2 separate regions of the Oryzias latipes genome follow, and region 1 is linked to region 2. A link is a contact called in public Hi-C data. All regions are on one chromosome and are shown on one strand. The core of a region is the stretch at or near the end of the contact, and the rest is flanking DNA. Distances in the headings are between cores, read along the strand shown. Region 1 overlaps cpne9 (copine-9). Region 2 holds the start of slc41a3 (solute carrier family 41 member 3).

Evidence for each region. A called contact is a pair of places that touch in the nucleus more often than the background predicts.
Region 1: a Hi-C map of fibroblasts shows a contact between it and region 2, with 2.3 times the contacts expected there. The contact joins the enhancer-like site here to the promoter of slc41a3 in region 2.

What each region holds. Positions count from the first base shown.
Region 1 is chr7:3,049,290-3,052,005 of ASM223467v1, reverse strand. cpne9 (copine-9) reads left to right here. Exons shown (of 20, transcript XM_011476712.3): 20 at 1-2,450. Among protein-coding and RNA genes, the nearest start is that of klf15, 11 kb to the right of the region's middle. Within about 2 kb of position 1,350, at least 2 of the 8 cell types and tissues checked have an H3K27ac peak or open chromatin away from gene starts, as enhancers often do.
Region 2 is chr7:2,968,742-2,971,630 of ASM223467v1, reverse strand. slc41a3 (solute carrier family 41 member 3) reads left to right here and starts at 1,596. Exons shown (of 11, transcript XM_004070268.4): 1 at 1,596-1,779.

The DNA.
Region 1 (2,716 bases), core at 101-2,600, 81 kb before region 2:
GTATCAAGAGGTATTCATGAGGATAATGGTCGTTCCACGCACTTATGACACATGAGTGATGCTGTTGTACAGTGTCCTTACACCACACTCTAGTAAGGTACAATTACTGACTCCCTACTGACCGTGCATGGGGTGTGCACGTGATACGCAAGCGTCCATAGGATGTCTACACAAAGTACACACTGATTGCCGAATTTCCTGATTTTAAATAGTCAGGCTGCAGCAAGGAGCGCACTTATCACGTGAACAGCACTATGGGCTCCTTGTGCCGTCCACAAGAGTTGCGGAGGTTGAAAAGATGAAAAACTCGTACGAATCTCTCCTCCTTCTTCTTTACTTACCCTTACGTGTTGTGTAAGTGTTCACTTCGACCGGTCACCTTCAGCGTGGCCGTAGGAACGCATGTGGAGGAACATTTTCTCTCTACAGGCTCATCGAGCGATCTACGGTCTTAAAAATGTCCTGTGTGTCACTGCCGTGCCCAGTACAAGTTTACCCTTTTTTCACCAGCATCCATACCTAAGGGCAGTTGTGACTATGGCATTAAAAATATTTTAAAAAAATAAAAACAAGTAGCAGTGCTCAAAATGCTGAAATAAAATATACGTGGGAAGCTGAAAAATATGCGTGAAGGACGTAAACGGAAGCAAAACCTGTTTATCAATGCTAAAAAGGCTAATCTGGCTAAAATAAAATGCTAAATCTCAGCTACAAAGATAAAACAGACTGATGTGATATAAAGGAACACTCCAGCAGAATTGAATTTGCGATTTAAAAAACAAAAAGGGCGATAATCTTTTTCTTTTTTTACAGTTCGAATTGGACCTTTAGGGGAACACATACAAAGCTTCATCGATTCATTAGAAAGGAGATGAACAAGTAAAAGAATCTCTAGAAGGTACAACAGTTATGTGCCGTTTGTCCTCTAAAGCTCTGCAGGAACACTCCGATGCCAAAGAAATAGGAAGCAGTGTTATCCTTAGCTGCATCATTTGGGAGAAGACCTATTAAGAGCCTAATGTGATATTTAATTAAAGTTAAATGAATCTGAAGCTCTCCATAAGCTTCACATGATTCCCTTTACGAGTTGCAGTAATCCGGAAATGTTTTTTTTTTAGGTTTATTCGACTCAAAAAATGCAGAAAATTCGTCCCAACAGAGCTTTTGTTGGGAATTCTGTCGCACGCCTAGACACGCACACCTCTGCCTACCACGCTGCATCCCACCTCTCCTCACCCAGCGTGGGTCGAGGCTCGGTGCAGGTTCTCCCCCCCCCCACTGTCAGAGAAATGCCAGTCTCTCCAGCTGCCCCGCAGAGAAGAGGAGGGGGAAAGGAAGGAGAGGAGCCAGAGGGAGGGAGTACAGGGAGGAGAAGAGGAGCAGGGGTAAGAGGGAAAGAGCTCAAGGACACTGGGGGTAAGAAAGCAACAAGGGATTTGTTTTGTTGAAGGCCAAGAGGGACAGAAAGCAGGAGAAGAAGGTGAGAAAGTCTCTGTATGCACAAGAAAATTCAACTTTAGCGAAGGGCAGATGCACATACTTTGTAAAGCAATATACCTGAGTCCTAATGTTATGTGTGCCCAATGCATGTCTCTTCTTCTCCCCTGCCATTACTTGACATTTCATCCCCAAGCGGACCAGAGCGGCGTGCAAAGTGGGCAAAGTCTGCCACCTAGTGCCCGCCGTTCATATAGCAGGGTATCTTTGTCATGCATGTACATTCCTGTAGTATCTCAGACATGCATGGCCAGTCTTACAATCACAGCAACCACACCAACAAAGAGGAATCCCATACCCTACATCATCAACTCGGGTGTAAAATGTGTTGCTTTTTTCAAGTGAATGTCGAGGTTGTGCTGAAGGGGAATGTTACATGTGCTTTGTAAGTAAAATGCCTTTTTTCTTACCCTCTTTTGTTACGTTGAGTAGTTTTTACATTTTTATTTTTTGCATGTGGGCAATAAAGCGTTGCAGTTGTTTTAGTAGATGTTGCCCTAAAAGCAGAGATAGCGATATATATCTCAAAGTATAATATGCATTTCTCCTCTGTCGCTGTATATTTTCATTTGTGGGATTAAAACTCCTGTGCCCTGCTGAATCCAGTGAAACCACAAGTGGATTTGAGATTATAGGGAGGTCAGAGGGCATCAGGATTTCAGCCTCCTGACAGTTTGACATGAAGAAGCTTTTATCGTCCATACAGGACCAAGAGTTTCTTTTTCACTTGCTTGACTTAGAGCCGCCAACGTCTTTTACATCTGTGTTTCTAAAACATCTGTATTGTATGTAGAGGTTTTTAAGGATTAAAAAAAGGACATTATAGGAAGCTGCTTTGACAAATACTCGTTGTGTTTTGATATGGGGTTTAGAAATGTTTGTGTGCACTCATATCTCCTGCACTTGGTGAACTGTTGTTCAATATTACCAAAATTAAAACAACCCAAACTGATCATTGCACGTGAGTTATTTCTCTTTTTAAAGAACCCCTTCAAAAAGGGTTCCAATGGTTTCATCGAACAGGATTAACCCTTTTAACTCTGGAGTTTTGGCTCCACTGTTTACATCTATTCCAGTATTGCAACTTTTCAACCGCTTACGTGATTAACCTCAGTGAAGCAGAGAAAATCAGCTTTGCAGCGCTGATGTGCAACACCTTACAGCAGTGACGTTTTTACGGAATCAACTAAAATCTGTCACAAAGTCATATGGTCTGTGC
Region 2 (2,889 bases), core at 347-2,846:
AAATCCCACAGACTTCAACGGAGAAATGTACTGTACTGCTATTACTTTTTGTAAAATGTCTATCTTCTTTTTTAATCATATTGATCTGTAATGAAAGTTATTAAAGTTATAAAACTGGCCAATCAGATGCTTCAGTGAAAACGAGGTCTCACATTGAAAATTAAAAAACATTTATTTGACAGATTCTCCCAAGCCCACTTTCAATTGGTAGGTTTGTGGACCTCCAACAAGCTCATTCCTGATTGGCAGGAGTGGTTGCCGTAGAAACGTTGACTCAGACCAATAACTGCTAGAGGAAGAGTTCTGGTTCCAACATGGGGTTGTTCCTATTGCGAAAAAATGTCTACTGAATTAATTTCATTTCGTGCCCCCCTTTCATCTGACGGTACCTGGCAGGCTCGGCATCCCTGTGACGTTTAGGAAACGGGCGGATGGTAATCGAAATGTGTTATATCAAAGTCCGATTACATCATGTTTAAATTATGACAGATACAATATAAATTATTAAAATCGTACCCTTGTTTAAAGTATTACACTACAGTGTGGCCAAATAGTACATGAATACATTTAAATTTCATTTCATTCTATTTCAAGAAGCATGAAGGAAACCCAGCAGTGACATTTCCGTTTGAAATATCACAGACAGCTTGGCCTTGACACAACTATCAAATATGACTGTACAATGAGATGTGTCATTTTCCACTAAAATCCTCCCCGAATAGCTCTGCTGCAGAGGTCAGTGGACAAATCTAGAAATGTTATTTTACTTTTCACTGAGGTTGTGTCCGAATTCCTTCCATACTCACTATATAGTGCGTTCGCCATTTTGTAGTGCTTTTTTTATTTATTTAATTGTTATTTTTATTGAAGCAAAAAATCACAGCATGTCTGTCAATAACATCAATATCAATATAGAGATAAACGTAGACAAGAACAAATATGACAAGTTTCTTTAGTGCTGTCTGAATCTACAATTCCAAAATCTAGTGCCCTAGAAATTTCCCAGAAGTCTCTGTGAAAAGCCAGTGTGCATCGATGCTCACTAGATTGGCAAATATAGACCACAATGCATTGCGTCTGAACATTTTTTGCAAAAAAAATGTATTTTTTTTAAATAAACCATCAACGTTTTTTATCTCCAAAAGACAGTGGAGGCATAAATAATCATTGCAAAACGCTAACATTAATTAGATTTTAACTTGAAAACGATTGACGTCATTTCCGCCGTTCAAAAAAAAAAAGAAATGCAGTGTGCATGGTGTCCGAATTGCTTTGAAAATATATAGTTTTTTCTTTTATACTTTCTTCTTTTGAAATCATGGAAGAAAAGATTTCCTATCCAGAATAAATGTTTTGAATGCACTGTTAGGATGACAAAAAGTGCTAAGAAACACTGAATCATTTCTTCAAAGACTTCCACTAACGCGATAAAAATGTTTTAGTGGAGTTTGATGCCTTTGGTGAATGAAACAGTGTGTACTGCTGCAGTCCTGTTGCTGTCAGCCGGCCCACAGACAGATGGAAGGAGACAGCGGGGACATATTCTCATCTGTCACGCTGTGTAATCCAAGCCAGTGCTGCCCCACCATGCATGCGCACTAGCTCCTACTCTGCACACACTGACACTTCAAGATCTCCATGCACAAACGTATATAGGCCTACCGAGATGGAAAGAAGATAGTACATGTGGCCTTCATTTAGATTCAACAACTTCCATTCACTCAGACCGGTTTCTGGGGGTCAGCTTTACAAAGACTGCCTCCTAAACTTAAACTAACGGTAAGGATTTGATCTAATCTGCGTGTTAGAAGCTTGTTATGGTCTTCACGGCCCGACAGAAAATTATGTCTAGTGGAGCATGTTGGCTCATATTTATACTATTGTATTCATATAAATCAATAAAACAGTAGGTAAGAAGCATGGAAACATTCAATATTTCAACTAATTCACTTTAATCCTTTAAGAAATGGTTTTAAAAGAATTCTGTGCACAATTTGAGTTTGTGACCTCACCCATATGGAGTTTGATTTACAACAAAACATATTATTTGAACACTTGTTGGTGTTTAAATAAGCTTTTACAGATGAATATAGTGTAAAATAGGACAATAACTTCAAATTTGGCTTTCAACTTTTTTTAAAATAAACTTTATTAACAAATATTGCACATACAAAATACCAAAACATTGTTATTCCACACTCTGTGCAAAAGACACAATTTTCACATTTGCCAGGCAAAAGGAACAAAAATGTCCAAAAGCCTTAATAATAGCAATCTAAACCAGGTTAAACGAAAATAGAATAAAAATATAATAAAGGCAAAGGAATCTGTGAAAGTTGTTTCAAATGTTTCCACTGTTCTAGCAGCTTTTTTAGTGTTAGTGCAGGATTTAATACTATTTACATTCACTATTGTTTCTTTCTGGAAAACATAAAAAAAACTGTTTTTTTGTATCCATACTTGTGAATGAAATATTTAGCTAATATTATAAGTAAGTTAACTACATTCATCATCTCTGCATTAACTCAGATTTCACTATTTTTTTTACTTTCAAAGTTCCAATCTAGCAGCATTTGCATGAGCTTCCCGGAGGGGCGGGGCCACATGTGGAGACTATTTTAATCGTCCATTCAGAGAGCGTCTCCTTGGGTAACCGTGGTTACCGGGGCTTGGTTAGTATTCTGGGATGTACACATGGCAGCCTCGCGCGAAGGAATGCCTTTCAACGGATTTTTATCGGAATTCTTGGACAACTTCGGATTCGCTGATGAATTCGGACATTTTTGGAGATTGTCACGAAAAGATGTACGTAAACCACGGCGCATATTTACACTTAGTACCCGGTAAACTCAGTCAAAGTCGCGGGGTTTGTTTTTTTTGCGTGCTTTT